Linked DNA regions of Rattus norvegicus: region 1 is linked to region 2. The links are chromatin contacts, called in public Hi-C maps. All regions are on one chromosome and are shown on one strand. Each heading gives the region's core, a stretch centred on a gene start, on an enhancer-like site or on the middle of the called end of the contact. The rest is flanking DNA. Distances are from core to core; before and after follow the strand shown.

Region 1 (3,133 bases), core at 620-3,119, 310 kb before region 2:
ACACGAGCATTGTTGCTGAGGCACAGAATGCTACTGTAGGCCCCACACAGCCCTTCAGAGCATTGACACAGGGTGAAGCACGTGGCAGTTTCCTTAAATACTGGGTAGTTAACTGCCTGGGAATTAACTAGCCACCTCAGAACATAGTCATCTCCAGAAGACAAGGATGAGTTCCCAGAAGCAAGACTGACAATATTCTAGCCAGTTTTTTCCCCTAGAATTAATGTATAAATACAAATCATCGGTTCAGCAATATAATAGAATCACGGTATAGGATATGAGAATGAGTTTAAGGAATGCTCTCCCCAAGCTTTTCAACGTGACCCAGCAAGAGAAAAAAACAGGATAACAGTATCCCAGCCTCAACATGTGTGTAACAAGAAAACACATTTTAGCTGGGGGTGGGGAGTCGGGGATGGGGCTATGAGAAATGATGAGGATGCTGTGCCCATATCAGGAGTCCTGCTCTGTTGCTTGGTCCACTGGGCCTCTAACAGAAGCTGTGAACAGTGGGACAGCAAGAAGGATACAGGAATTACATGAACACAAACTCTGAAGTGATGGAGAAACATAACCAAACTCTGGAACCTGTGCTGGACCCTAAAATTACCACAGAGCAAATCAACAGTAGCAAATCAGTTCTCAGCCCCAATTTGAGTGTGAAAGGAAGCAAACACATTCAATAAAAGATTAAAGTATACCTTGGCAGTCGTGATGTCGAAACTTCGGAAATATTTGCAGGGATCTTATCAGAAACCTACACAATTTTGGATCATTCTGCCTACAGTGGTGCCTGCCACCAAGACTCATGGTCAGTTTAATCCCCTGAGCCTACATGGTAGAAGGAAAAAAACTCACCCCAAAGGATGTCCTGTGACCTCCACTTGGGCCCTGTTCCACACACCCAACCACAAAATAAACACACGTAATAAGAAACCTAAATGATTCCTTCAAGCCAACCAAAACGTAGTCCATTAACTAGGTGTGGAGGTCTACACCTGCTGTATCCCAGGACTGGAGAGGCAGAACAGGAGGGCTGCAGAGTGGAGACTACTCAGGTGTATACAATGAGTTGGAGGCCAGCCTAGGCTAGACAACGATCCCTTGTTTCAAAACAAAACCAACAAAACACCCGTGTACCCAGTGAATTTGATTTAAAAAAACAAAAAAACAAAAACAAAAAAACCTGGGCAACTTACTTCTCATGTTAACATCTATAGGATTTACACTGGCAGCATGGACTTTGATAATGACTTCGTTTGGATAGTGTATGATAGGTAACATCATGTTCTGGGTGAATCGAAGGACTTCATTCTTTCCATATTTATCTATCACCCAAGCGGGCATGACAGTGCTCCTCGCAGACGTAGTACTAATGCCTCTATATGGTGGCCTCGTGATAACTTTCCTTCTCCAGAAGCACACGGCGGCACAAGCATTTCTTCTAAGTACACAAGTCTTCAAAACTTCCATCCTGCGCAGGGATGGAGAACGTGTCCTCAAAAAAAAAAAAAATTAAAAAAAGGAAGGAAGGAAGGGAAAAGAAGCGAAAGAAAGGAGGAACGTGGGTGGGGAGGCGGAGAGAGGACCTGGGGCGGGTCAAACGAACAAGCTTCAATTCAGCCAAATTCTGCCAAACCCACTGGTCAATTAAGGGAGGAGGAGCTTTCAGAAACAAGCTCAACCTAAAGTAGCAACAGAAGAAAATAGAATTGCTACTGTGCTCCCCACTCAGAAATGGCGTCCAGCCAGTACTCTGGCCATTCCTTCCTTACGCTCTCCTTCCCATTAAGGAAAAAAGCAAACAAGCAGGGAGTCCTCAGCAGGACGAGCAAACAGGGCTTGCAATCCCGAGGCGACCCCGGCCGCGGTCTCCTTGCTTGTCCGCGCGCAGCCTCCTGCCGCCGGCTCGCGAGCCAATCGTGTGCAGGGATCATTTCCGCATCCTGGAAATCGACCAATCGAGGCGCTCGTTGTTGAGGAGGGGGCGTGAGGATCCAAGATGTCTGCGCCCATGTAACGCCGGTGACCGACGTTGACTTCTTCCTCTGCTCTGGGATCCTGTGGTACTGGGCTGACTCAGAGGACTATGCTGGGCCGGACTCTCCGAGAAGTGAGTGGACGTGGCCAGGAGTGGATCAGGGAGGGCGGAGACACTGGAGGACTTGGAAGTTCAAGGTCGCCCCGGGTCACCCCGCACTGCTCGCTCCGCCTGGCCGCCTACATTCCTGAGTGGGAAGTGGGATTCGAACCTAGGCTCTTACGTACACCCTCTATCAATTCCCAGGAGTCAGCCACGTCAAGAGAAATTGTTGAACCCCCCGAGCCGTGGAGTGGAATTGCATCCCTCCCGCGCGATTTGGGAACGGTTTCTCAGACAAGCCATTTCAAGCCTGTCGCTGCTGTGCTCGCTTAGGGACCGGGCGATTTTATAGCATGCAAATTTCAAACAAACCAAAAAAATGATGGCCAAAAAATAAATAAATAAATAAATTATGGCTTAAAAAAAAAAAACAAAGGAAAAACACGGCCGAACAACTAGGGTTTCTACACATCATGTTTTAACCCCTATTTAAGCAATAGGTCGCAACCACAAATGTAGGAGAAAATTTGACAGCAGTTTAAAAGGGGAAAGGGGATGTTTCTTAGAGACAGTGGGCAAACGCGTTGTGAATTCAAGATGTTTCTGACAGCACCCAATGTTGCTCCCTCACGACTTCTCTGCGCGAGGTTCAGAGCAGTATGTGTGCACTACCCAGCAAATGCCTGAAACATCTCAACTCAGAATCGAGGGTGTTCTGTGTTAGGATTTAACATATGTGCAACCTTTCTACACTTGTGGAAACATAATTGTTTAATTGCAGAGAACAAAACCTTTTAATATTTTCCTAAATCATTCCTCAGCGCGTCCGTACCCTAAGTGTGAAATTTGTGTTTCTCTGGGTTCTATTGCATTAAGGTGCTTGATACTGAAAATGGCTGCTTGAGTTATCGACTTGAGTTTCATTCAAAAGTTATTAAATAAGTTCGATGTGAGGTTATTCAGCTTTTCCCAGTATGGCTCTATACATGCTCCTACCATTTCATACAACATACTTATGCAAAGTGGTGTTCTCGGCACTGATATAGCAAA
Region 2 (3,165 bases), core at 257-2,756:
AAGACCCTGTCCGATCAGGAAGTGGCATTCCCACAAAAAAAAAAAAAAAAAAAGGAAAACCTTAATATGCTAAGTTGTTTAAAACACGGAGCCTGTCCTATGGGTACCCGAAAGTAACCGTTCTTTATTTTTACAAAGATCTTTTACTACTGCAGGTGACAAAAAAAAAACCCTAAATAATAATAATAATAATAATAATAATAATAATAATAATAATAGTAACGGAGCCCAATGCTCAATCTGTGTCTAGAGGTCCTCTCCAACACCAACAACCAATTTTTACATGTTAATTATTAAATTGGCACTTAACAGTTCTCCACCAAGCTCCCTTGATTTGCTTAACCAACACCTCCCTCTCAACATTTCTATGGGGAAGGGAGCTGAGAAGGGAATCCGGGTGAGACCAACCAGTTTCGGGATGCTGAGCCCCTCCTAGATGGGGGTTCGGGAGGACTGAGAAAGGCCCCGGGGCACAGCCAACCCACAGAGAAGACAATGGGGTACAGTTACCCTGCCTGAGATGGGGAAGACGAAGCGCGCTCCAAGCTCTTGGGCTGCTCTCCCAGGTGAGCCCGGAGCCTGGATCTCTAGGGTCCGAAAATCTGGCGCGCCCAACTTTTCAGGGGCGAAGCCCGAGGGACATCCCTGAGCGAACCGAAGGCTGTGGAAAGCCACGGTCTGCTTCTCCGAGTCCCGCCCTGGTCTCCCAGGCTCAGGTCTCATTCTGGGCGCGGCTCCTTCACCCTTTCGCTAAGGCAGCTAGAGCAGCGCCACCCATGGTGTTGGGGGGTGAGATCTGTACCCGGGACAAATCTAAGAGAGGAAACGGCTGTGGACTAGGACAAAGCCTGGCGGAGAATCGGGACACTGGAGTCCTGCCCTCCGTCTCTACAGTGCCATTGGGTCTGGGCTGAGATGGGGCCCCTAAGGTGGCCAGGGATGGAGGTGTGGGGTCGCACCGCGGGAGTTTGTGGCGTCGGGAGGTCCCTAGCTTCAGGACTGAGAACCCCCGGTGGAAGACAGAGCCACAACCAGGGATTCCTGGGCGATCTCCAAACCAGTTTGGACGGTGGAGAATGGGCGTGTGCCACGCTCCCCCGAAGGGGACCGTCCCCTCTCTTTGTGTGGTTCGCAGGGAGCTCGAAGACCCTCCGTGGGAGGGGAGGGGGGGCTCTCTCTAGGGAGTCCACTCCACGAGTTCCCCAAGTCACATAAAATTCTCTCCCTACCCCTGTGCGTGGCCGGAGGTAGGGACTTCACCCCTGCTACACACACACACACACACACACACACACACACACACACACACACACACACGCCCCCAGGACGCGGCCCCACGCCACACCGAGAGCAGGGTCTCACCTGCGTGGGTAGGAGCAGTGCCAGAAGCAGCAACCCCAGCCCTAGCCTGACCACCATCGCTCTGCCCATGTCCGCTCCGTCGGCGCGCGGCGCGACTCTCTGGATGCTCGGTGCGTGGAGATGTGCTCGGCTGGCGCGGACGCAGGCAAGGTGGGGAGCGCGGCCGGCCGGCGGGACCTTATATACCGGGACAGCCACAATAGCCGTGACGTGCGGCGCCCGCCCACCCCTGCTCTCCTCCTACCCTGCCGCCTCCCCGCTCCCCACCCCCCTGCGCCGCTCTCGCCCCCTCCCCCGCCGCCTGCTCGGAGCCCGCCCGGGTGACTTGGGATGTCCCGAGGCGGCCAGCGCGGCAGGTGGGCGGACGCCCGGGGCTGTGACCCAGCTAGGGTTTCCCGGGGCGGGCAGCGTGCACAGGCGCTGGCGACTCCCACACGGGACCCGGGGCGAGCACACGAACCACACACGCCGCCCGGCCTAAGTTTCCTTTGTTTCCCCGGCCCTGCCATCTTACCCCCCAACAGGAAAAGTCGAAGCCGCGGGCGCCGCGCAGACTGCGCGGAGCTCGGGGCTGGGTTTTCTCAAGTGCCCGCTGCAGGGGGGAACTGGGCAGGCTTGGCAGGTCCCTGGGCCGTGGCGCGTGGGGTTGGCGAGCAGACCCGGCGCCGCCTCGCGCTGTCCCTTGGCGGCTGCACCGCAGGGATCGCAGGGATCGCAGGGATCGCAGGGATCCCGGACCCCAGCCGTGAGTATGCTCGGCTGGGCGGCCGCCCCTCGCTCGGCTGCTTGCTTTGTGTTTTGAGCTGGTCTAGTGCTGCATTCAGCAGAGCGCACCCGGGCAAACCCCCCGCAGCATCCACCCGGACCTAGGGAACAGCCAACTGCGCACGGCCACGGGGCGGGACACTGAGAGGGACTGAGTTTCGGTCCAAATAATCTCCACGTTTCTGGGGACGCGCTTGTTCTGCCCAGTACTTGCTCAAGCCATTTTCCTCCATAGCTGCCGTGTAAGTCATTTTGACGAACCGATGCAAAAAGAGCAGTCATCGGTCTGTACGTTTTAATGGAATCTTTCTTTCGACCCTCTTCCTTTGTGAGAACTCAAAAGCAAATTTGAAAATTATTTAGTGGTGGAATATTTTTAAATTTTAATCACAGGGTTCTGGACCTTCCTATTTAAAGTGGTAGCCCACGTGTTTTGCGGCCCGTAAAAAGCCAAACAAAACAAACCTAGCAACGGTGGAAATTTGTTTAAATTTCAATTTTTTGCAGAACAGCCTCGTAAAAGCAGAGTTTTATGGGTGCAGGCTGACAATGGACTCCGTAGTCGTCGGTTTGTGGCTGCGTTGGCCTGAGCCTTACCGGGTCAGCCACAGCCGCTCAGTAACTTTCCACGTGTGAGATGTGCTTGGACACACAGGAATTTCTGTATAGCGCCAGTGAACTTTCCTGTCTAACAGTTACCACACTGTATAGAAAGGTCATTCTGTGCCCAGCTCCCGGCTCCTCACCGAGGGTGGCGCCTAATCCCAAGCGCCCGCCCGGGTCTTCAGAGCTTCTCCGGGACAGACTAGGGGACTTCTCCTGCTGTTGCTCCAGGTTTTGCCCTCCGATTGTTTTTCTGCCCCTCTCCTCAGTTCTCCATTCTTCCCCCTCCTTCCTCTTACTTCGTCTCCCGCCCCTTCTCTTGGTATTAGCTTAAGGAAATGTGCTGGTGAGGTAGCCAACAATACAGCCTCTGGAGCCAGGTATCCTGGCTCAAATGCTGTGAGACTTTTTTTTTTTTTTACTGCGAGCAAAATG

The links. A called contact is a pair of places that touch in the nucleus more often than the background predicts.
Region 1: a Hi-C map of psoas muscle shows a contact between it and region 2, with 3 times the contacts expected there. The contact joins the promoter of Rtn4ip1 here to the promoter of Cd24 in region 2. A contact is called at or near these places in 9 of 12 Hi-C or Micro-C datasets (the A7r5 cell line, the Rat2 cell line, Schwann cells and 5 more).

The regions. Positions count from the first base shown.
Region 1 is chr20:48,963,671-48,966,803 of GRCr8, reverse strand. Rtn4ip1 (reticulon 4 interacting protein 1) reads right to left here and starts at 1,869. Exons shown (of 9, transcript NM_001107644.3): 1 at 1,200-1,869. The coding sequence starts at 1,473. It overlaps Qrsl1 (glutaminyl-tRNA amidotransferase subunit QRSL1), which reads left to right and starts at 1,992. Exons shown (of 11, transcript NM_001014034.2): 1 at 1,992-2,113. The coding sequence starts at 2,090.
Region 2 is chr20:48,654,818-48,657,982 of GRCr8, reverse strand. Cd24 (CD24 molecule) reads right to left here and starts at 1,506. Exons shown (of 2, transcript NM_012752.3): 1 at 1,363-1,506. The coding sequence starts at 1,431.